2 separate regions of the Danio rerio genome follow, and region 1 is linked to region 2. The links are chromatin contacts, called in public Hi-C maps. All regions are on one chromosome and are shown on one strand. The core of a region is the stretch at or near the end of the contact, and the rest is flanking DNA. Distances in the headings are between cores, read along the strand shown.

Region 1 (6,016 bases), core at 2,602-5,101, 200 kb before region 2:
AAATCCATCGATGCACAGCTCCACAAATCCCAAACAAAGTAAGCCAGGGGCTACAGAGGTGGAAAACAAACTTCACCAATTGACGAAAGTGAAGGAAAACAACTCAAGAGAAAACAGGATCAGTTGGGTATGACCATTTCTCCTCTGGCCAAACGTCCCTGCAAACATTCATAGTTAAGAAGCTGAATAAAATGAAAGAATAATTTTATATGTGTGTATATGGCAATGTAAACTAGAACCCAGAATCTTTTAGTGTGTAATATAAAAATGTGTTTTTTTGTCATTTTCTTTGATTCATGTACACATAATAATTTTGACCATATTAGTAACTTAATTTATTAGTACTGTACTTTGTTGTCATGTAGACATACGCAATCAACCATTCAATATTTCTGTAAAACTGATCATTAAAAAATAAAAGTCAATCATTTATCATTGTCCCACAAACATGTGTGGTCTCAGTCAAATGGAGTAAACAGCAGGGTCATTGAATAAAATACTAGAGTTCAAAAGGCTAAATATAATGTGTGAACCGCACCATTCATGTCAAGCTGTCACATTTTACAAACACTGTGAAAATATGAATTATCTCTGCAAGTTTAGGAAGCATAAAGTGTTAGTTAATAAATTAGCCCAGCAACATGAGAAATTTTAATGTCATTTTAATTAATATTATCTCTAAAAATGTAGCCCAATTATTATTTTTTTTTCCAATACAAAATGCTTATAAACATATTTGAACCTATATCAAACCTATATTAAACCTATATTTAAACCTATATTAAACATATATAGGTTCTTTCCGTGTGAGATTTTTTTAAGGAAATAATATGATATGAAAAGTACAGGTTTATAAAAGTTCTTGCTGTATTTTTGTTAACTTACTGCAGATATTTATATTTGACACAGTAAACTTGCTGTCATGTGTTCATAAACTAGCTCCACACAGCAGTTTGCCTGGGTTTCCTCTAGGTGCTCCCCCACAGTCCAAAGACATGCACTAAGTGAAATGAATAAGCTAAATTGTCCGTAGGTTATGTGTGTGAATGAGAGTGTATGGGTGTTCCTCAGTGATGGGTTGTGGCTGAAAGGTCATCAGCTGCGTAAAACATATGCTGGAATAGTTGGCAGTTCATTCTGCTGTGGCGACCCCTGATTAATAAAGGGACTAAGCCAATAAGAAAATGAATGAATGAGGGTAATAGAGCTAGTCTTGGAAACAACTTGGTTAAAATAAAAGAGCGAATTAATTTATTTATTTTTAGTCTGTGAAAAACAATTTTTTAACACACATTGTATCAGCTAGACCAGAGATTCCCAAACTAGGGCCTGTGTTGGCCCATTCTTACTTTTGATTTGGCCTACCATCCCATTTGGAAAGAGTGGGAGAATGATTGGGAGGTGGTTGGGAAGAATATCTTTGACAGAGATCATCATTCCAAATTTAATCAGTGGTGGAAAGAGTACTAAAAAATCATACTCAAGTAAAAGTACCATTACTTGCCTAAAAAAATTAGTGCAAGTAGAGTAAAAGTATCTGTTGTAAATAGTACTCAAAGTATACAGACCTGTCAAAAGTACTCAAGAGTAGTCGGTAGTATTACACTGTTAAAAGGTGATGCATTTACATGTAATTTGCGGATGTGTGTAAACGTAACATTCTGTAGTGCGTTTAGTTATTGCGCAGCAGGAACACAACGTCGTAAGATGTTAATATTAGGTTAGATTTAGGTTGTGATGTCAAGTGACCAAAATTCAATGTCTAGCCAGCATCTAAGGACAACGTTGTTTTGATGTCTAATAATATTGTCAAATGACGTTGTCCAGTAATGTTGTCAAATTATGTTGATATTTGGTTGATTTTATGTTGTGTTAAGTGACCAAAATCCAATGTCGAGCCAACATCTTAAACCAGCGTCATATTGATGTAAAAATCCTGACATTTATTCGTCAGGTATGGCAACCAAAACCCAACATCTAATAGACATCATAGTGGTAACGTCCACACAACGTCAAGCTGTAACATCATTAGACGTTGACATTTGGTTGATTTTAGATTGGACGTTGATGTCAGCCTGACGTTGGGTTTTGATGTCAATCTGATTTTCATTTCCAAACAAAATACAATGTCCCCATATGGTTTGGGCACAACGTCAATTTAATGTCTTGTTGACATCTTGTGCCTGTTGGGTGTTTAGGGCCATTTTGGTCTTCAGTAAACATCCTTCTTCTTCTCATCAGTGACATGCATCGAAACAGTCTCTGAGTCAATGCATGTACAGATTTTTGACATCTTCTTGGACATTTTAATGCTTCCAAAAGAGTTTGCTGCATTTTTAAATCGCCCATGTCTTCAGGTAGATAATTATGATGAGATTTACCTTTTTGAGCGATTTGATTGGACAGGAATCACAGGACTGATTTTCCTAATCCCCATAGACAGGAAAAATAAAGTAGTGACTGCAAGTTGAAGGAAAGTAGTGGAGTAAAAGTACCAATACTGCTCTCAAAATGTACTCAAGGGAAAGTAAAAGTACACATTTTAAAAACTACTTAGTAATTTACAATTCCTGAGAAAAACTACTTAATTACAGTAATTTGAGAATTTGTAATTTGTTACTTTATATCACTGAATTTAATGTAACCTTTGATATGTTTGATTTGTATTTTGTTTGTAAATAAATAAATATATTTTTAAAGTAAATACTGTTACTTGACAGATAAAGATGAATATCAAGACTTTGACGAGGCTTAGTGTATTAAGCATACAACTCCATTGTTATACTATAATATGTTATTTTATACTTTTTATTTTATACTTTTTTTTAAATAGGAAATAAATTAGAACAATGGAAACTTTAGTGTAATACATTTGGTATATTTACCTTTGGCTGACAGCCCTCATTCAAGTTTGGTTTTTGGCCCTTCATAAGAAAAAGCTTGGGCACCCCTGAGCTTGACTGATTATGGGCATATGAATCCAAGTTACTTACTAATGAGCAGCATTCATTCATTCATCTTGTTTTTGGCTTAATCCCTTTATTAATTTGGGGTTGCCACAGCGGAATGAACCGCCATGCTTATTCAGCATATGTTATACGTAGCGTATGCCCTTCCAGCAACCCATCACCTGGAAGCTAATGAGCAGCTAAATAAACTGTGTAATACAACTTTTTACCGCTAGATGACAGACCTTCCCTGTAACTTAAAATAAATAAATAAAACGAGAACAGTCGATTCTCCTTTTCCTCCAGAGGAGGACGCCCGCGTAAAACCTTCAGCGTACTTTAAAACGAATAAAATGTAGTCAACAAAATTGAAATTGTCATAAAATGTAGCTATTACGTAGTATTAATTCTGAGTAAAAATGAAACACAGATCGTGTGATTTGTGTAATTTATTTTAGTATAAAATACACAAAATGGCTGGAAACATTCAGCACAGGCTTAAGCGCCTGTCCAGCGAGTGACCTACAAAGTGCGCACTAGCCCCAACGCGCAGCTCTCTTTAAAACCTCAGTGTCCCTTTAATCTGCGGATCAGCGCGCTGACGTCAGCTAACCCCCTGGGCCATGGGCTCCCATTGGCTGGAGGTGACGTCAACGGCATTTTTTCCCTCCTGAACCATGACCTCATCTTTAGTTCATTTATAGTGCCTAAGTGCACCTTCTGTTCCCCCCCCTCGTCTGGCTAATATCTACTATAGCTTATCTCTTTATTCGCCACGGTGTCACTCGCTGGCCCCGCGTGCGATATAGAAGAATGACGGGCTTTTGATGCTTATATTTGCATGTGACAGCAGTACCCGTCCAGACTCATGATTAGTATACACTTGTGACGTCTGCTGGCGAATGGCTTCCCGTCGGAGCACAGTGCCCTACATGGAGAGCAGCTGAAATACACGGAATCGGGGCAAACGGAGGTGAGTGCGGGCTATGAAAGAAAGGGGCGTATTGATATTTGAGCTCTCACATTTAGGACTGCATTTGGCTTTATTTGTTGATAGTCGAATGGCGACTGTAGCTTTGGGGATGGACGTACGCGTGTGTCTGAATGTGGGCAACAATGTGCCTCAATGACATCTTAAAGCAGACTGGGCGCTCGTAATGTATTGTCAGTCGGCCGTTGAATAAGATAGTATGGTCATTGTTGTGCCATGCGGTAGAATAACTGGTTTTAATGATTAATAGTAGTATTTGTTTGTTTTTATTCTTACTGACTTGTCATGTCATGTTTACATTCAGTCTCGTTGCATCTTTATTATATTTCGTCGTCTGCATGAATACCTAGCATCAGGATTGTGCAATGTTTTATTTATTTACTCCATGGAAATCCATTTTTATATAACAAAATGTCCGTCTATATTTCCTTGCATTTGTAACACATTCATTGTTTGCAATGAATCAATAACGTCGTCAAGCAATCATATTTCTTTCTCTAAATATAGGCTAAACCAAAATATTTTGTCTAACAAAGCTGTCGAAGTCTCAAATTAATTCATAATTGCTACCCAATAAATACAAAACAAATGCTCATTTTGTACTCAATATGACTAAACACTAAAACATTTATTTTGCAAATGCACTTACTGTAAAGTGTTTTGGGTTGACTTTTCTAATTTTTTTAAACAATTCTTATTTCCAACTTTAGTATTTCCCCAAACATTGTATTTTTTAGTTACTCTCTGAACTTAGATCCTTCTCATTGCAAATTTATTAATAATTCATTGCTTTTTCTAGCAATTTTACATCCTTTAAATGTAAGCTTTCAAAGAAATGGTACTTTTTAACTTTAAGAAAATACATCGATTTATATGTAAACTAAGTAAAAGACTTTAACAATTTTATTGCGTATAAAACTCTTTCTTTCTGTAAATCATTTAAGCTTGTTTAATTTGCTGGAAATTTATTTATGTATTTATTTATTGTCTCTTTGTTCATATTGTATCTTTGTAAATGTTCTTTCTTGCATAATAAAAAAAATTAAATAAAAAAATATGTAAACTATTAATAGAAACATTTGATTTTATTTTTATAATCAATTATTAACTATATTAACAATATATTGTTGTTGCTATTAATAATATAGCAGCATAAAATGCTGGTAGTAAATTAAGTAAATGTTACATATGCTCATGTTTTGTATATTAAGTATAACTTTGAATGATGCATTATAATAGGGCTGGGCGATATGGCAAAAATCCATATTGCACAAGAACAATATATATTTCGATATAAGCTGTTAATGCTTTCAAATTTAAAAGAGTACCCCAACAATAACTGAAGCCACAAAAATTTAGAGGGTTCATTAAATGAAGCATATTACATAGCATTTTTTCAAATACAGCAACATTTTCGGTACATCTCTAATCAGCACACTTTTTTACTCAGCGGATGCCCTTCCAGCTGCAGTCCAACACTGGGAAACATACACCCTTACATTCACACATATACACTATGGACAATTTAGCTTTGCTAATTCATCTATAGCACATGTCTTTGGACTGTAGGGGAGACAGAAGCACCCGGAGGAAACCCCTGTGAACATGGGGAGAACATGCAAATTCAACACAGAAACGCCAACTGACCCAGACGGGGCTCGAATCAGCGACCTTCTTGCTGTGAGGCGATCGTGCTACCCACTGCGCCACAGTGATGCATTTAGATCAATATAGAGTAAAAAAGTCCAGAGCTTATCATTGTTATTTACAAAAATTTTATCGTGATTTAATTTAATATCGTTTATCGACTCCGTGTATTTTTTTTCCTATTAAATAATCATAAGTAAGTTAAATATTTATTTATATTTATGTGTTTTAGGCCATTAAATGATATTAACAATAAACAATAGGGCTCCAAGATTTGGAAACATCTGATATTGTAATATTTTGTTTCTCTGCAATTAATATTGCGATATGAATATGGATTCACAAGATAGTTCGAACAGCACCATTTGATGGTTTTCTGGGTAGTCGAACAGTATTCGGGTAGAGAAATTGAATAATCACAATGTAAATA
Region 2 (6,560 bases), core at 1,120-3,619:
GCCAAGCAACGTTGACACGTGCTAATTAAATTCTTAGCAGCATCCGGAGCACCAAAATGTATTATCATAAAATAAACCAAGTTAGACTGTAGGAAAACCACCCATGTGAAAACCATAGCAAAGCCCATTGCTATTTATAAAATGTTAATATGTGGCACACATCTAAAACATGAGCAGTACTAATAAACAGGCTGCTTTATATAATAAGGCAAGCATAAAATATTCATTTTATTAAACATCATGCGCATTTCCATTGCATATGCAGTTATTCAATACCCTGAGAGCTTTAATCAAACGAGCATAGCCTCACTAAGAGATCTTTTTATGAAGAAAAAAACGTTTTCAACAGTAAAATATAGCCAACAATCTCTCTATAATAATGCTCTAGTGTTTATACATACAAACATAGTATTTCCCCATTACCTCCTGAGATCTGCTTATTTATTTGGCCACAGTAGTGGACATGTCGGTTTTGTTGATATCAATAATAAATGATTTTAATAATGCATCTTAAATGAGAGAAAGACGAAAATGAATTTTCTGTCATCAAAACAATAAACATAATACAGATAGTGTCCTTTTTTTAAATGTATTTTTCTGAGGAAAAAAGTAATACAAATAATATTGACTAGAATAAAAGTTTATTAAAAAAATAACAATAATTGTCAGGCACATTTTTAGAAGAATCGTTTAATGACACATAAAAAAGGTCATAGTGCCCCCCCCCCCCCCCCCCCCCCATGAAAATAATTATTTTAAATCATTCAGATTTTTTTTTTCAACAAAACGTTTTTAATAATTTTAAGCGTAATAAACGTTAGCATGATCACCTTCTTTTATGTATGCATTTATAGCATATGTTGCTTATAGTTTTCTTTTTACATAAATATATCTATTAGTCTGAGTGATGTTGGAAGATTCACTCATATTTGACATTTAATTTCCACATCATTTTTAAAACATGAAAATAAACATGTGTATTTAAAATGTTCTGTATGTAAAAGCACGTGTACATTGATTGTATTTGATCGCCAAAATGCGAATCAAACCTGATATAATTGATCATTTAATTTTTTATTAATTTTAAGACAATATAAATCGATCTCTGATTTACATTAAACATGTTTAATATATCAAATTGCGGAGATTTATTATTTGAAAAAAAAAATCTATATTTAAAAAAAACTTTTGTCGTGTCTCAGGAGGATAATGATAGAAGCAAGTCACATTTCTTTGGTGTTTGGGTGTTTGACTCTTCTCCTCACTGCTGCGCATGCGCCGCTGGTCTCCTGCAGTTTGAACCTCTCCATCCCTCCCGCTTCCTCGAGAGTCCGCGCACTGCTGTTCGGCGTCGCCACTTTAACCGTGTTTCCAAACTTCGAGTAGTCCACAGCATACATCCCGTCCTCCTCAGACACCGTAGGCACAAACCTATGACCCCATAAAATCTCCTCGGACAGGTAAGAGGTCCTCGCTTGAGTGGTGATGCCGGTGGTCTCCACGACCCCTTCCAGGACGACAATCACCTCGATGTCCTCATGCAGTAAATCGTCCGCGGACAGATCATACAGAGGGCTGTTTTTGTCAATGGTGTGACTGATGATGAGGGGGGACACCAGAAAGATGCTGTTGGTTCCCACCGGGTTGTCCATCTGGATGTCTATCTGGTCCAAAGGCACCATCTCGCCTTCGCTGGTGACGGTCTTTCTTACCACCTGCATGTGGACGGTGGCACTGATAATCATGCTCTTCCTCAGGTCACCAAGGCGAAACATGAAGCACAGCTTGTTGTTTCGGACAGTTATCACCGCGTGTTTGCTGAAGATGAGCGTTTCCGCTCGCCGGTTTGCTTGCGCCGTTTTCATGAAGATGCATCCTAACATGATGGCGTTTATCACAAGACCCACTATGTTCTGAAGAATAAGTATGACGATGGCCGAAACGCATTCCTCCGTGATCATCCGTCCTCCGAAGCCGATGGTCACCTGCACCTCGATGGAGAACAGAAAGGCGGAGGAGAACGAGTGGATGTCCGTTACGCACGGCACAAAGTCCTCGCCTTTCAAATCCAGGTCTCCGTGCGCGAAGGCGATCAGCCACCAGATCATCCCGAACAAAAGCCAACTGCACAGGAAGGACATGGTGAAGATCACCAGAGTATGAAGCCATTTCAGATCCACCAAAGTGGTGAACACGTCCTGTAGAAACCGTCCCTGTTCGCGAATGTTCGTGTGCGCGACGTTGCACGTTCCGTTTTTGGCGACGAATCGCGCTTTCCGCTGTTTAGTCTTGAATTTTGGCTGTAACACATCCTCCGCCAACCGAGTCAACAAATAATCCTCGGGAATGAGTCCTTTTCTGGACAACATTGCTGGTCCATGCTACTGTTTCGCTGGCGCGCTGCTAAGTTGTAACATGGCACAGCTTTTGCGCACTTTCCGCGTGTCCGTCCTGGCGCTGCGCGCGCACTCGCTCACTAGAGGTGAGGAGGTCCCGTGGGAAGGCGCCGCTTTTAGTTCACCGGCTGCCGCTGCCTGTCAATTGCAACCGGATATTTTCTCACACATCCTCAGATGTGACTGCGCTGCACAGAGCAGACACAGGGCATGCGTGCAAAACGCGAACTTTACCACAAAAAACCGCTCTGCGTCAATAATTAAAAGACATGTTCTGTACAGACCACTATACCCATGACAGTGAGGGCTGCATTACTATCTGTACTATAGTCATTGATGATTTAGCCTGCTCATTACAGCAAAAAGCGTTTGTAGATATCTCTTTCCCTACACTGTTAAAAAAAAACTAATTTTACAGAAAATATCCTTAAATTTTTTACTGTATTTTTTTTGTCATTTCACATTATATTCAAAACTTAGTAAAATAACAACCAATCTCTCTAAATTAACCGTTTGACTTTCATTTTAGGTACTTTATTATTAAAGACAAATTACTGACATTTGTGTTTTTTTATACAGGGAAATTACAGTATTATTTATACAGTATTCTGTTATTTTAAATTATTTTCAAAAGTTCGTAAAAATCACAAACATTTTCTGTAAATTAACGGCTTGACTGTTATTTTATGTACTATATAAGTAATGACAAATTACAGCAATTTGTCTGTTTTTTACAAAAACATTGACATATTATTTACAATGTTTTTTCATGTTTTTAAGTACATTTAACATTAAGTAAAATGAAAGTAATAAATTGTAATTACTTGCTCTGTAAAAAAAAAAAAAAAAAAAAAGTAAAAAAAAGGTCAAATGACTGGCAGCTGCTGCTGCCAAACAAAAACCATAAAATTAAGGTAAAATTTCTTTGTTGAAAAAAGTGCAAAAAATAATAAATCAACAGATATTTTCATTAAAAGGTTTACAGAGAAACACTGTTATTTTACAGACTTTTCCTAGATTATTATGATCAAATCCATTTAATAAAGTAACACACTAAGAGTGCTCACATACACCTGTTTCAGATTCCGCTGATTGCACACACACAGTCGGAGGATCATTATGAACTGATTACATGCACTTTAAAAGCAGCACAGACGCACGCACCAATTGCTTAGTCTTGTTATGCTGCTACTGTGAACATTATGACGCGTTTCTCTTCTTTTGCCTTGCCTTGCCTTGCTTTGCTTGTTAATTGTTTATGTTGTTTGCTGCGGGACTGACCATTTGCCTGTTATTTGATCATGACTCTGGATTCCCTGCAAAATGTTACATCTGTTACTCCTGTGTTGACTGTTGCTTGCCTTTGGATCTGCACTCATTTGTCCCCTGCACTCAGCGTCCCCTTCATGTTACAGTTCCATTTCATTTAAGATCTGTAACTGAATTATTCCATATAACTAAAACCTCTACATGTTTTACATAAACACTATTTAATAAAATGTAACAACTGTAATTTTAAAGTTGTGAGAATTTTAATCCGTTGTATCTCGTTTGTTGTTTTTTCCAAAAATTTTTGATCCAAATTAAAACTGTTAAATTACGATCATGAGCATGTCTTGGCATGTTATTAAAGGTGTTTAATCGTAATGATTCAGGGAAAAGTCTTTTAAGTAACATTGTTTTCTCTTGAACTTTTAGTGCAGTCACTTTATTGATGATGTTTGATCATAATAATCTAGGAGAAGTCTGTATAATAGTGTTTCTTTGTAAAACTCTTAGTGTATACCTTTATTGAATGGATTTGATCATAATAATCTAGGAAAAGTCTGTAAAATAACAGTGTTTTTCTGTAAACATTTTAATGAAAATATCTGTATATTTATTATTTTTTGCACTTTATTTCAACTAAGACATTTTACCGTAATTTTATGTTTTTTGTTTGGCAGCCGTAGCTGCCAGTCATTTGACCTTTTTTTTATGATTTTTTTTCTTACAGTGTTTGATAAACCTAGCCTATTCATTTAATTACCAATATAATCATTTTTTATGTATTTAAGAACCTATTGAAAATCCATTTCAATATAAGATATAACAATTTCAAACTGTTTATAAGGTTTAAAAAAGCATTATATATTATTTAAAGCATTACTTTGTTTTATTTCGGCTAGAGAAAAAGCAGTTTTAAATTTTTTTAATCCTTTTTAAGGTCAATATTATTAGTCCCTTTAAGCTATTTTTTTTCGATAGTCTACAAATCAAACCATCGTTATACAATAACTTGCCTAATTACCTTAACCTGCCTAGTTAATCTAATTACCCTAGTTAAACCTTTAAATGTCACTTTAAGCTGTATAGAAGTGTCTTGAAAAATATCAAGTCAAATATTATTTACTGTCAACATGGCAAAGATAAAATAAATCAGTTATTAGAAATTAATTATTAAAACTATTATGTTTAGAAATGTGTTGAAAAAAATCTTCTTTCCGTTAAACAGAAATTGGGGAAAATAAACAGGGGGGCTAATAATTCTGACTTCAACTGTATATAATCATTTCATTAGCAAATTGTTTAAATAATAGAACATAATAAAATATAATGTTATTCATTCATAGTTTATTACACTCCATAATCGTATATGTGAATAGTGATACATTAACACATTAGCAAGGGTTGCTTATGACAAGACATTCGTTCTTTACTATTGAGTCTTTACTATTGAATGCCATACCACATTTGGCTCTAAAATATTTTTGTATGTAATTCTGCAAGTTATACTGTAGACTGCAAAAAACGGTTCCATTTCTTAACACCTTATGTCACTAGTTAACACACTCAATGCATTTTTTCCCAACACATCCCATAATTTCTAAAATATCAGCCAATTTAAATGATATATTTGAGTGAATAACCCAAATATCAACTAAAATAAGTCTTCTACTTATAATAAAATAATGTAATAACTAAAAATAATGAATGCATTTTATTACAAGAAATGACCTCTCGATTCCCCCTTAATACTCTCATACGTTTGTTATAGGCTACTTAAAATGAATTCATGACTCCCTTATTGTTGAAAATGAACTACAGTTTGCAGAGACTGTATTCTGTTTTATTTTACTGTAAATCTTTTGTTGTTATTGCAATAAATAAACAAATAGTTTATCATGTCATGTGATCAGTCATCATGTTTGCAGGAACTTTAAGCCCTAAAGTGTCCGGCTTGAAGACTCCATTTTAAACTTCGCGCCCACCTGCAATTGGCTTATCACGTTGATCACTGGCTGCAGCCGTGGTTCAAGTCGAACGTACCTAAAAACTAAGCCATATTGGCTTTTAAAATGTCCCAAACAGTGTTTTTAACAGTCCAAAATGGCCAAAAAAAATATTTTGACTCTCTGATAGTCAAAACATGTTCAAAAAATGTGTGTAATATGTGTGTTATATACAGTATGCAATAAAAACAGTCAGGAAAAAGTGTAAGCCCAAATAGCAAAGAAAAATAAAAAATGCTGTAAAAAAACCAGCCTAGGCCTTAAGAGGTTAAGGTGCAATTGTTTTGGTTTTCCAGCACCTAACAACCAATTACGTTTATATATATGCTACATGTACTTTTTCACATTTAAATCCATTGTGTTATTATAAAAAAACACAAAAGGACATTGTTGAATACTTTGGAGCATAGATTTATTGGGACAGTTCACCCAAAAATGGTAAAATGTGCCATTATTTGTAACTTTATGTGGTTTCTAAAACAAAATCTGTCAGTGTCATTTTCATTGTATACCCAGACCTTTACATGTTCGTGGCTTTAGCTGATTTGAAGGAAGGCATTGGCTGAGTGATTGACAGCTGATATTAACTATTCTATTTACTTCCAGTTCAAGAGCAGTGGGCCAATCAGAAGAGCTGTAAGGCAGGGCAAGCATTGCAGGCTTTGTTTACTGCAGAAAGTTGACATGTCAACTGTTTTAAACTATTTCTAAGCACTGCGTTTGGCATTTTTAGGTGAAAATATGCATTTGAGATGTGAACGTCTCCTAAATACGCACATGCTGTAAACATTTGGCAGTGAAAATGGGTCGCACGGAAACAATTTTATTTGTCCCCTTGCACAAATGCTCCCAAATATATTTTGAACTAGCATAGATAAAATTTCAGGCACAT

The links. Hi-C and Micro-C count contacts between places; a contact is called where the count stands out from the background.
Region 1: a contact with region 2 is called in a Hi-C map of embryo, with 2.6 times the contacts expected there. The contact joins the promoter of dusp8a here to the promoter of kcnj11 in region 2. A contact is called at or near these places in 2 of 18 Hi-C or Micro-C datasets (caudal fin and embryo).

The regions. Positions count from the first base shown.
Region 1 is chr25:24,256,297-24,262,312 of GRCz12tu, reverse strand. It overlaps dusp8a (dual specificity phosphatase 8a), which reads left to right and starts at 3,851. Exons shown (of 7, transcript NM_200880.1): 1 at 3,851-3,921.
Region 2 is chr25:24,056,964-24,063,523 of GRCz12tu, reverse strand. kcnj11 (potassium inwardly rectifying channel subfamily J member 11) reads right to left here and starts at 2,369. Exons shown (of 1, transcript NM_001039827.1): 1 at 1,224-2,369. The coding sequence starts at 2,369. The coding sequence ends at 1,224.